Regions from separate parts of the Capsicum annuum genome. Here region 2 is linked to region 1. The links are chromatin contacts, called in public Hi-C maps. All regions are on one chromosome and are shown on one strand. Each heading gives the region's core, a stretch centred on a gene start, on an enhancer-like site or on the middle of the called end of the contact. The rest is flanking DNA. Distances are from core to core; before and after follow the strand shown. Region 1 holds the start of LOC107873509 (outer envelope pore protein 16, chloroplastic). Region 2 holds the start of LOC107852133.

Region 1 (6,899 bases), core at 1,568-4,067:
AGAGACAAGATTTGTTATATAATCCACTCGAAGTTTCAAGAAACTGGGAAACGAAGACATTCTTTCTAACCATCCATTTTGAAATTTATATGCGGGTGAACTCGTGCAGATTACTCACCCCAATAAGCACCTTCTTTACACATTTTCTTCAACTGCAATAAGAGGCAAATTCAGTTAAAACACAACAAGCATGTTGGTCAATCTGTTTTTTCAGTCAACATAATTAAATCCTCCCTGATAGCCATTTCTGTTCTGTGGTGAATAATTGAACATTATTGAAGCAGAGTAAATGCAGCTCTTAAGTCTTAGCCAAAACTTTACTAAAGAACACTTTCAGACGAGCTAAGCTGTCTCTACGATATACAGGACAATTTGGTTTTACCAAGGTAGGCCTACAGTTTGCTACATTGTAGATGGTAAGAATATTGGCTACAACTTTTGGTTATTATGCATAAATTGATATTTGAGTGATAAGCCGATAAAGTTAAATTTCATGGGCATCACCAAGAATAAGGGTATGATTTGTGTGGATAAAATATATAGTTTACCTCCCTCACCAGTACTGTCCTTATCATTTAAAGAAGACTAAACTACTCGACAGAGATGCATATGATAAACACAGTAGAAAAATGTTATCCCTACTTTCAGGAGCAGTCTATTACGTCTTTTCCAAAACTGTTTTTTTCTTGAGACAAGGGTCAATTGGAAACAACCTCTCTATCTCACCTCTGAGGTAGAGGTAAAGACTGTATACTATCTACCTTTCCCGGACCCCACTTTGTCATACACTGGGCATGTTGTTGTTGTTTATTTTAGGAGCAGTCAAGAGACAATAAAGAGCAGCAAATAATGTTCTGTTGTTTCTGTTTATCAGTAGGACAAAAAGAATGATAGAGATTTAAGACTTCATTTTCTAAATTGGCAATCTCATGGTATAGAACACAATATGCAAAGAGGACTAAGAGCCATATTTGTCCAAATTGAGATTTATCAGCTTCAATAATGGCAAGGAATACCTTCTTCACAAATCACACCTTGCAGGTGCCTAACAAATCTATGAGAGGAGGATGAAATCATTAAGCCAATATTATTAGAAAACATCTCCCTTATATAGAACTGAATAAACAACTCTAAAACGATCAACTTGAATTTTACACAAATATAATAAATGATCTCACCGATTTCTCAAAGTTGTGATTCGAAACACTACCTGCAAAGACCATGTCGATTGCAAAATAGTGAGCTGAATACTGTAGTTATTTCTATACATAAAATCTTGCAACTTTAAAACATAGGAATTTACACTTTACCATAACACGAGAAAGGAATCAAAGAACAAAAAGAGGATATCGGATTTTCCCCTCAACTACTAATGGTGATGATGCTTAATGTGGTCATTGAAACAAAACGATAAAAGAATAAACCTTTACCAATAAATCAGCCACTATAACATCTCCTAGTGATCAATGAATGAAGTAGGTCGCGAACCATGAGGTCTCAGGTTCTAATCTCAGTAGAGATGAAAAACACTTAGTGAAATCTTACTAACCTTAGCAGATAGAGCTACCTCGTACATGTTCTTGGTGTGAGATGGATGATATCTCATGAAATTAGCCGAGGTGCATAAAAGCGGGCCGCGACACCAAAGTTGTCAAAAAAAAATCGGCCACTATACTTTTCAGGAAATGACATCAATACCATGGATCATTCATTTGTCTTGCCGTACCACTGTCATTAGTACGGTATGGTTGTGGGAATTTCATCTACATTAGTCGACACATGCTGAAATATCCAATATAATGAGGGAATACAGTATGGGATACAGGATTAGTTATACCTATATATAAACCCCCATTAAGTTCATTAACATAGGTCATTAGGGGCAATTGAGAACTCTTAGTCATTCCAAACATATAATACTGACCAAAGGTTAATGCATTAAAATCCTAGCTAACCTGCTAATTGGAATTAACTTTGCACATAAAAATCAATAGTTTGAAATTGGATATTCAATAAACGGAAGCAGAGAACTAAAACACAACAGAAAAACCAACCTCTTTTGACAATTTCATAAGTTTCTTTTGCAACAGTTTTGGTGGCAGCACCTCAAGTTGTTTTCACTTTTTTCATTTCAATTACCCGCAACAATTCCAAGACGACTCCAATTTTTATTCATGGCCAAACACAACTCTAATGTTCAAATATCATTTTTCATTTTGAAAACAAAAACTTTCTTTTCTTCAAATACTCACAATTTTTCATGGCCAAACACACACCCCAATAGTCACTCCAATCTCATAATACTTATTAAAGATGAATGATATACTTGCTACAGAAATTATCTTTGCACATAAAAGTCAACAATTTGAAATTGGGTATTTCAAGAAATGGAAACAGAGTTCTAAAATCAAACCTCTTTTGACAATTTCATAAGTTTCTTCAGCAACAGTTTTGGTAGCAGCAACCTTAAGCAAGTAAAATTATGGTAAAAATTAAGGTAATAATCAATGAATTTGAGATAATAATCAGAGAGAGAGAGAGAGAGAGAGAGAGAATTACAGTGCCGATCTTCAAGAAAGCATCAACAGTATGATTAAGAAAAGGGTTTCCCATATCAATGACAACATCCACCTTCGGAGAAATCAATGATCCTGCAAATCTACTCCTCGGCATCTTTGTTGTTTTTTGTTTCTTGTTCTACCTTCTACACTCGCAGGTAGTCCACTCACTTCTACAGAGTAAAGGATCCAATCCAATATTTTCTTTTTATCTTTTTTGCTTGTTTGGCCTTTTCCAATGCATGCAAATACCAATGATACCGGCAACAAGCTGTTTTTTTTTTTTTTTTTAACATGATCTATTAAATTTATATTAAATATTATTTTTATTTATTTAAATTAATTAATTTTATTAAATTATTGAGGATGAAATTGAAAAAAGATATTAAATTATTTTTTATAAATATGTCAATTATTTTAAGATAATTTTTTTTAATAAATATACCAAGTAATATGGACAGATGGGGTACTTTTTTGGGGTGAAAATATTTTCTTCACCAATTTTACTTTAAAAATCAAATTCTCCTCAACTTTGAGCAATAAACCAACTTCCATTTTATTCTAATTATGATTTTAAAATACTTATTGTATTCTTTTATTATCAACTTTTTTTTTACTTTTTTAAAAATTATGATACTTTTATTCTTTTAAATTCATGTAACAATTGTTTTACAAAAAAAACTGAGAGATACTAATTAAGTATATAAGCTAATGATGTTCTATAATAAAGTAAATTAGCATAACGAGGAATTTTTTTTATTAATAATGACAAAACTCTAATATTTATTTACTCGAGTGAAAATATTAGGTAATAATAACTATACAAATATATTTTGATGCAGTAAAATACAAAATAATCAATTAAATTAAGGTCATTTTTTAATTATTATATTTATTTAGATTTTAAATTATTTTAAACAATAATTTATGTAATACTCTATAATGACAATCAAAACTTGTTTATTTATATTGACAATAGAGATACTCCTGTCATTTCATATTTCTTGATTGTCTTACTAAAAATAGTTATTTTAATTTACATGTCCAAATTATAAAATCAAGAGAATTTTTAATATATTTTTTTTTAATTCTACTGTTAGTGTTAAGTAATTGCATAAAATAGTAGTACTTAAATTTAAAATTTTGAAGCATTATTAATAAGGTTAGTTTAGTAAAAATGCACCTCTAATTGAAATTTTCTTAAGGGGTGTGTCATATCAAGAATAACCAAGTAATATGAGAAATCCAACTCCAACTTCAATTTCAACTTCGACTCCAACTCTAACTTCAAAAATTTTAGTTTTCATGGCCGAACACCCACTTATTTTATAATAGATTTAAAGGGAAGTATATATGGGTCAAACCTTATTGGTTTATAAATTGAGAATTGTTTAAAATAACGATCTTAAAAGTGACATTAAATTTTGTGATAAATTCATAATAGTATTATTTTACTTATACTGTTAATGAACTTAAGTAAAAAGTTATAAATACCTAGGTTAAAAAAAACTATATATAATATAAAGAGGTATTACATGAATATATTTGATATAATAAGAATAAAATGGATGTTCAGTAGGATGGGGAGGGGGGCGGTGGGGGAGTTTGATTATTGTTCAAAGTTGAGGGGAGTTTTAAAGCAAAGTTAAGGGTGATTTTCACCCTTTTTTCTTCTTTTCCTTATTTTTTTAACTATATAAACGAAGGAGTCGTTTGGTGTGAGCCATGAGATATAAGGTGTAAAGTCTCGGGATAAAATGCATGATTATTTTGTTCTATGTTTGGTTAGAGAGTTAGTTAGTATTGAGATTATTTATCTCATCACTTATATCTTAATGATTGAATAAGTTATCCTATATATAAATAGTGGAGAAAGTGGTCTACTATCCCTTCAATCTTTACCCGAAATTTCAATTACACACTCAACCTTCACGAGGGTCCTATCACCCCCCTGAACTATTTAAAAATAAAATTATTTGCTCCCTAAACACTGAGGTAGCAAAGTGAGTGCATTTCACTCTCTTTGAGAGAGTGAGCACAAAGGGAATATATTAAAATTTTATTTTTAATATTTCTTTACATAAATATATTTAATTTTAATTATCAATTTTTATTATTCATTTTCTTTTTTTCTTTCCTCCTCCTCCTCCTCCTCCTCCTTCTTCTTCTCAAAACAAAAGCTTCAAGAACTCATTAATGACATCCAACATTAATCTCTTATCTTCCTCATCTTCAATGAATCTCTTTTATGTTCCAATTTAATTCATTAATGCGCCCAAGTACAAAACCCACAAATTATTTATTTAATTTTTAAAAATCAAAATTCAATACAAAGATAAAATTTTTGTAGCAATTAATTATCAAGAAACTAAAAGGATAAGCAAATCTAAAATAAAATTAACTAGAGGGGTAAAGATTGAGATTAAATAAATTCCAACAATCCTAGAAATCTTCATCATCTTCTTCGCTCCTTTATATAAATCCTCAAAAATACATAACAACACATTCTCCACCGACGCCGCCTTTCTCAATCCACCTCATCTAGTCCCCGAATTCGGTACACCAAAATTTTTTGTAGCAATTAGTATCCAGTACTTCCTCAAAATACAAATTGTAAATTCGATGCTTGAAATTCGAATGATGTTTATTTGACGCCATCTTATTCACCATCTTGGTGTCTCTCCGATCATTGGAAAAATGAAAGGTAAGAAAATTATAGAGAAAAAGAAAAGAGAAAAGGTAATGGAAAAGAAAATAAAAAAAAAGAAGAAGAGATATATTAAGGAAAAATTGATACCAGTCAAATGACCGCCTTAGCTTTCGATGACATCCTTCAAAGTCACTACGTGAAGAATCAATATTTGGTTATATAGAGGGTGTGGGATCATACGTGGAGGGGTCGTTTTGAGCACGACTTAAAGCAATCCCATGTGTGGAAGGTTGCTTGGATGCTTACATTGATGTTAACCCGAGAAACACAAGCCTTGAAGTATGAACCATACTCGGTTTTGAGAGCATTGAAGAGGCGCCATTCATTCAAGTTATTACACACCTTGGATGCCCTTTCATTAAGGGTATTTTGGACATTGCACATGGTGTATTTACACACCATGGCCACCCCTCTCATTAAGGACAAAGTGATCTTTTTTCCTTCTTTTGTAATATGTTATAAGTAGGACATTTTATGTCTTCTCTTTTTAGTTTATGAATGATGAATGTGTGAAACATTGCAAATCCTATCTCTTGAGAGTAGAACACCTTAGTGTAGTTCTTAGACAGGGCTTGAAAAAAGCTATCTTAGTAGAGGGCTTGTAAAAGCTAATATTGACATTTGTTTGGAAACGGTGGATCTTGAGGTGAGTTGATTCCCTTGGTGGTCACCGTAAGAGTGTAGTTTTGATTATTACATTCATTAGGGGTTAGTGTTGAAATACACTTGGTTCTTAATTTGTAATAATCTTTGTCTCACTATCTATCCTTTACTTTCTTGTAATCTTGTTGTGTTGTTCTTGTTTCCTACTCTCGGCTTTGTGGCATTCTTGTAGCCGAAGTTGTTATTCTTCCTGTTCTTCATTTTATGTGTTGTTAATCTAGGTTGGTTGGCTGTAAAATAGGTTTTAAACACTTTGTTATCATCTCTTTGTTGTTATTATTATGAATCCGAGAGTGGTCACCAAATAGGTCCTCGGATTTCTTGAACTAGTGGACTGATTTTGGTGTATGTTTCGTGTTTCCCTTGTGTTTCTTGTATAAAAAAATTATTTTTTTATATAAAAATATAATATTACATGAATATTAGTGGCAGACGCGTGTTGATAGCTTCTCAATACATATCTGGGTGTGCGTTTGTAAGGGGATGATAATTTTATTTTTAAATAGTTCGAGGGGGGGGGGGTGATAGGACCCTGTGAAGGTTAAGTGTGTAGTTACGATTTCAGATAAAGATTGAGGGATAATAGACCATTTTCTCAAAAATGGTGGGATAACTTATTCCAGATAGCTAATTCCAGAATAACTTGTTCCCAACCAAACGATCCCTAATGGTTACTCGATGATAGTACAGTCAAATCTCTAAATATGATAGTGTTTGTCCGAAAATTTTATGGCTGCTACAAGAGGTGTTGTATATATGTATACTAGCATCTAATATTCAGATCTCATTTAGTTGTTATAAACAAAAGTAAGTAAAATTAGAAAGAACATGAATATAAAAAAGGCAAGCTTTAATAGTCTTTTCCTCGTAAAGTTATGAGATAGTTGATGTGCACCATTTAAATATAATTTTTTCCTTTATAATAGATACTCATACTTGAAATTTAATGTGTACTTTATTTCTAACAT
Region 2 (6,899 bases), core at 2,650-5,149, 170 kb after region 1:
AACATTCATCGCTCTGTTCTATTCTAACTTGTTCATATGCAGCTAGAGCTACGAGCATAACATGCCTATTCACTGAAATGAGGATTGCTCCAAAAACATTAAACAGATTAAATCGTTACGTGCTGTTCAAGCTTAGTGGGTACCTAGACAAGTTTGATTGTTGAGGAAGTTACTTAGAACACATCACATGGTAATAAAAGAAACATAGAGGAGGGAAAAGATAGCTGACAGTCATGCCTTATACACACAAAGGTGTCAGCAGGATGAGTCCATGTCTCCAAAAGAATGGGGAGTATTATTGCTCAACCCTGAATTCGGTGCAGGATAGTAATTTTTCTTATGGCAGCGGGTTGCTCATTTTTGCACTTCCAGAAGCTTGTACTACAAAGAATACTTAAATTGTGTGCCCCTACAGAGTGCAATTTCAACCTCTTATAAACAAAAAACATTGCCTAATTAGAACAACCACCAAAATTGGGCAGCCCGGTCCACTAAAGCTCTTGCTATGCGCAGGGTCCGGAGAAGGGTCCAGCCACAAGGGTCTAGCCTTACCTTGCATGTCTGCAAGAGGCTGTTTCCGAGGCTTGAACCCATTACCACCTGGTCACATGGCAGCAACTTTACATCCCCAAAATTGGATTTAAGTAAATGCAGGTAATTGAGCAAGAACACCACAATCATGCTTCTACATTGACTACCCTTTTGTACACACTGTTATCAAAATTAACTTCTGTGATAAATAAAATTGCAATATTCTTCTTTTACTAATCTTGTGTAATTGCATTATTACCCCGTTTGTTTATGCACTTATAGCAAGTCCAAGTTTTCAACCTGCTAAGCTCCTGAGCTGGTTTGGCTTGTCTCTACTCAATGGAATCCTACTCAATCCATTAGCTTTCTCCTCATTATCTTCAATTTTTACTCCAAATTCACCACAAGCTCTTGAAAGCTGTTATTCAAAATTTATAATTATGCATTGAAATGCATGAGAATTTCATTCAAAGAACTTACATGACTCCTATTTCCTATCTATCAAAGACATCAATATCATTTTCAAAAATTTTCATGCATTCAAAAGTGAATTATATTATATGCAAATGAATGAAGAAACTCAAATTATTCCATCTCAAATTCTAATCCTCGGGAAAAATTGTCACTTGTGCTATACTGTTATATCTTTACTTGTTGATGCCCAGAAGTGCCTAGCCCAAGTTGTGTACACCTCCACTATCATACAATTTTAGCTTTGCATACACCTAATACAAAAATAATTGAACAGTTCCATGGCATACAAAACTAAAAATTCAATGAGCATAAACATGAACAAAAATAAACAAGGACTACTCCATTTCAAACGTTAATTGTTCCTGCATAGAATCCTTATGTGTGCTATTCAAGCTCCCTATCTATACATCTAAACTAAAACACTAGACCAATTCCACACCTAACACCCTCTATACAACCTCCAAAACGAACATCGACATTTGTATACACAGAGACGAGGATAATTCCATTTCAAACAATAATCGCTCTGCAGAAAACCATTACCTATTCCATTCAAACAAGCATAAACATAGAATTCACAGAAATGAGAATTATTCCAATTCAAACATCAATTACACCAGATTAAGCTACCATTTTGCCATAGGTTTTGAAATTGAAACTTCAAACAGGAAAATTTGAGTTTTCGAAGTTGTGTTTGAACATGCATTTTACTTGGAAAAAAATTGAAGATCAAATTCTCAAAATCTGATCATGGCTAAACAAATACTCCATTTGAAGACAAACTTTCAAAAACTACTCTCAAAATCTATGGTCAAATGCTAGCTAAATATTCATTTTTACTGTTCAAGCTTACTGTGCACACACCTAGAATAAAAAACTTACAAACTTTCTCCAAATTCTACTCAAAAAGCATAATACCCTCTATACTAACATTTTGTATACACAAAGACAAGGATAATTCCATTTCAAACAATAATCACTCTGCAGAAAACCATTATCTGTTCTATTTAAGCTTCGCTCATATGCACAGAAATGAGGAGTACTCCAATTCAAACATTAGTTGCTCCTGACTAATTATTTCTCTGTACTGTTCACGCTAGAGAATTTAACAATTTCATAGCTAAAACCTCCAAATTCCACAAAAGGACCAAAATCGAACGCCGATAAACTCCAACAAGTATACAATACCTACTGTAATCCTATCTATTTTATTCAAGCTTGGGTCATACGCACAGAAATGAGAGATTACTCCAATTCAAACATCAATTGATCCGAATTAACTATTTGTCTGTATTGTTCAAGCTAGAATTTAACAATTTCACAGCTAAAACCTCCAAATTCTACACAAAGAAGAGGAGATAATTCCATTTCAAACAGTAATCACTCTGCAGAAAACCGTTATCTGTTGTATTTAAGCTTCGCTCATACGCACAGAAATGAGGACTACTCCAATCCAAACAATAATTGCTCCAGATTAACTATTTTATGAACTGTTCAAGCTAGAATTTAACAATTTCACAGCCAAAACCTCCAAATTCTACACTAAAAGCAGCAAACTCAATCATAGATAAACTCCAATATGTAAAGAATACTCACTGAAATCCTACCAATAAGAAGAGCGAAAACGGAGAAACCGGAATCATTATCACTGCTATACCTAGACTCCGCACCAACGCCAGAACATTTGTATATGCAGAAACAAGGATAAGTCCATTTCAAACAATTATCTTTCTGCAGAAAACAGTTATCTCTTCTATTCAAACTTCACTTATATTCACCTTGACCAACTAACATACACATATTTATTTACAGAAATGAGATTTATTCCAATTCAAATATCAATTTCTTCAGATTAAGCTCCTGTTTGTCCATATATTTTGAAATTTAAACTTGAAATTAAAAATTAGAATTTCGGAAGTTGTGCTTTTTCGAATATGAATTTGTGTTTGGACAAGATCAAAATCAAATTCATGGCTAAACAGATACTCCATTTGATAAATTTTGAAAAAATACTCTCAAAATCTATGGCCAAACAATAAACTAAACAATTTCATGGCTAAAAAAAACTCCAAATTATATACAAAAAGCGCAAGAAGAGCTAGATCAAACACTCCATTTGATAAATTTTCAAAAAACTACTCTCAAAATCTATGATCAAATGGTAGCTAAACATTCGCTTTTAAGCTTAACAATTTCATAGCTAAAACCTTCATATTTTACACAAAATCAAACGTCGACAAACTCCAACGCATACAGAATACTCACCTCAAACCTATCAGCAAGCTCCAGTTGATAAATTTACAAAAACTACTCTCAAAATCTATGGTCAAACGCTAGCTAAACATTCATTATTCGTTTGTAAAATTAACAATTTCATAGCTAAAACCTCAAAATTTTACATAAAAAGCAACATATACAGAATACTCACCGTAATTCTATCAGCAAGAAGAGCGAAATCAGAGAAACCGGAATCATTATCACTACTACACCAAGACTCCGCACTAGCACTACTACTTTCCAGAAACTCGCTAACCATAGCAGCCAAATCCGGTTCACTATCATGACTATAACAACCGCCGCTGCCGCTGCCGCTGCCGCTGCCGGCTCCAACTCCGTCGCCTCTGTTAAACCAATTTCCGCCGCTTCCGCCGCCGTCAACAACCACCGGAGCTCGCCGTTCATGACTTCTCATCTCCGGCCAAAAAAACTAATTTGGATTTATTTATTTTTTTGAAACAAGAGAAAGCGTCAATAAAGGCGAGCGGGAATTGAAAAGCTTTTCAGCTTAAAGCTTTCTATTATGAATGATCTCGATAGTTCGTTCTTAAAAAGGAGAAAAAAGAAAAGATAATTAATTTGGTACAGCGAATATTAATAGTAAACAGCTGTAACATTAAAAAAATGTATATCCAATTGTGTAGGCAACAAGTTTCAAATATTCTAGATGTTCCGAAATGAGCGGTTACTATTATAATTACCTGAAATTGAAACTCTTTTTCTTTTCTTTTTTTATCTTATGTTGAATAGTCAAAAAATTATACTCCTATTTTTAATAAATCTTTAGATATTTTAAAGTTTTAACTACAATTGGAGATTTCGTAATTATCAAAAAAAAAAAAAAAAAAAGTTCGACACAATTGAATTTGGTAAAAAAAAGAAAACAAACTCCATCCATATCTTTTGTATTTTTTAAAAAAAAAATATTAATTATGACTTTTAAATTAAAATATTTGTAGTTTTTAATAATTATTATTATTAAAAATAAAAAAATACTTTAAGCTTGTAAGGTGATAAATAACTTGGCGTGACTATCTTTAAAAATTATGATAAATAATTTAAGGTAAATCAGTAATTTATATAATTTTTAAATTGACGTATGCGTTCGACTGAAAATCAAATGCATTCAATCTCCAACAACTTCTCAATGATTCTTCAACGATACAGAAAATGTTTTGATAGTAATTTCATTATTGATAATGTTATAGATTTACAATCATAAACTAATAAAGAAATCATTCAATAATAACGCATCAATACTTGATGTTGTTGGCTTGAGAAAAATATTTATTAGAACTGTTTTATTGATTTATTTTATGTTTAATTCATCAAAAAAAATTAAAAAATATTTTTTAAAAAATAAACTATCTAATTAAAATAGGTAAAAATAAGTTCTACAATTAGCATTCTACATTATCTTTATCTCTTCATCTTTCAATATACCACGTTTTCACGAGTTTGGAATCTAAAGGGCAAATTTTTTTTTTTATCAAAAATTTTAAAGGAGAATATATCAAAATTGAAAATACCAAAATGGACAAGGTAAACATAGGTGATTGCCTTGTCCATTAAAAGTTAACGTCGCTTGGTTATATGTTAAAGTGCAATTCTATTAATAATAAATATTATCTAATTAGAATTCAAATTTTTAATTTTATTATAATTATTTAATTATAACAAGATATCTTTATTTATATAATAACAGATACAATATAGTAAATCGAGGTACCCCTTCTATGATAAATTTGAACCTTTCATCTATTTTTGTGTTGTTAATATGCCTAGTCTTTCCGGCAATTGCAATGGCTTCTTTATTTATTTATGTTCAAAAAAACAAGATTGTTTAGATCCTCTGGACCCAATCTCATTCATTTTCTTTTTTTTTGAAAACGTGATTTTACCTTACAAAGTAAATTGACTCGTTTATCTTATTCAACTGTATGAATGTAAGGAGACTATTTTACGTTACAATGTAATATTGGTCCCTTACCTTATAAATTGTAAACCGCCCAGTTCATTCATTGTTTATTCATATTACTTATTTTTTTTACCTGTTTCACTCTCTTCATTCATATTACTTGAGTGTTTTTCTTGTTCTTGTTCAACGTGTATTTCATAAAAAAATTATGCACTTTAAGGTATGAAATAATTATATAAAAATGTGACTAAAATATACCTTAAAGTACAGAATTTTGATGAAATACACTCTGAACAAAAACAAGAACGATGAATGAAATTGGAGATTTGTAAAAAAATAAAAAATTAACATTGTAAGAAACAAATATTACCTTGTAAGGTAAAATAGTATCCTTGCCTTCACTATAATTGAAATAAATTCTTTACTAAATACTTCCTTCCTTCATAACTTGTTCACTTTTGACTTACATATGCTTTATGAAACAATAAATAGATGGGTGGTTTTAGTATATCACCCTTTGAATATAATAAACTTTTGATTTTGAAAAATGCAATGAGTGATGTATTATGTTTAATATTAAGGATAAAATAGGTAAAAATAAATAAATTATTAGTTAATTTCATAAATTGGACAAGTATTATTATACATCCAAAATAGAAAAGTAAATAAATAAAGATCGGAGAAAGTACATCGATGTCATTAAATTTTCAACTCTTACCAACTTTTTCAATCAAAGAATAAAGTCAGCGGGTCCATTTACCTTGTATGTAATCAATCGGCGTTAACTTTTAATGGACAAGATAATCACCTGTGTTTACCTTATTCATTTTGGTATTTTTCAATTTTGATATGTCCCTTTGAAAATTTTTATTAAAAAAATTATCCTTTAGGCTCCAAACTCTCGTTTTTACTCTCTCTAACATCTCACATCTCATAATGTTATTCTAAATTATGCACAAATATTTTTAAAATAATATTTTTTATTTAAAAACACATAAATAAGTAAAAATTTCATTTATTCTTCTAAACAGTTTTTTGCAGGACATAAATACTTATTTGTGTATCATATATCCAAGTTACGTCACTCATGGCTTTAATCTTTAAAAAACTTATAGTTCATCATTGTATGAGACTTAAATTCAATCGTTGAAAGATAAAAATTTAAAAATTATCAATTTTAATGATAATTTATGCAATTTCAACATCTTCCTTCTTGCGCTGCCTTTAAAATTTTACATACTTTTTTTTATATCAACAATTATGTATTGTCGAGCTCTTTATACTAAACAGCTTGAGTAGGTTTAGTTTAATTTACAACTTATTTTAAGTACCTCCTTTTTTCATTTTTAAATTTTCTTGAAAAGTGAAATAATGGAAGAGAATTCAAAATATATTATTTATAAAGTAAAAAAGAAAAAGAAACAAACAACAATGCGCTATGCTTTTATGAAAATGTTCCCCTAAACGTAAGTCTAGCTGCCCAAGCGGTGGCTGTCACTTTCATAGTACGTTATTATGGACATGTAATTTTATTGTACTTTTTCTCTTCTTAATTTATGTATTATAATTCATGAAAATAATATTTAAGATAATAATACACGTGTCTTCAAATATATTGCGTGAAATTTTAAATTCAAAAAAAAAAAAAAAACTGCACTAAATACAGTAATATAATTTTCTAAGACAGATAAAAAGAAAA

Evidence for each region. Hi-C and Micro-C count contacts between places; a contact is called where the count stands out from the background.
Region 2: a Hi-C map of bud shows a contact between it and region 1, with 4 times the contacts expected there. The contact joins the promoter of LOC107852133 here to the promoter of LOC107873509 in region 1. A contact is called at or near these places in 3 of 5 Hi-C or Micro-C datasets (bud, leaf and placenta).

What each region holds. Positions count from the first base shown.
Region 1 is chr6:18,362,431-18,369,329 of UCD10Xv1.1, forward strand. It overlaps LOC107873509 (outer envelope pore protein 16, chloroplastic), which reads right to left and starts at 2,818. Exons shown (of 6, transcript XM_016720379.2): 1 at 2,560-2,818; 2 at 2,414-2,465; 3 at 1,179-1,210; 4 at 119-152. The coding sequence starts at 2,673.
Region 2 is chr6:18,532,743-18,539,641 of UCD10Xv1.1, forward strand. It overlaps LOC107852133, which reads right to left and starts at 3,900. Exons shown (of 3, transcript XM_016697186.2): 1 at 3,434-3,900. The coding sequence starts at 3,697.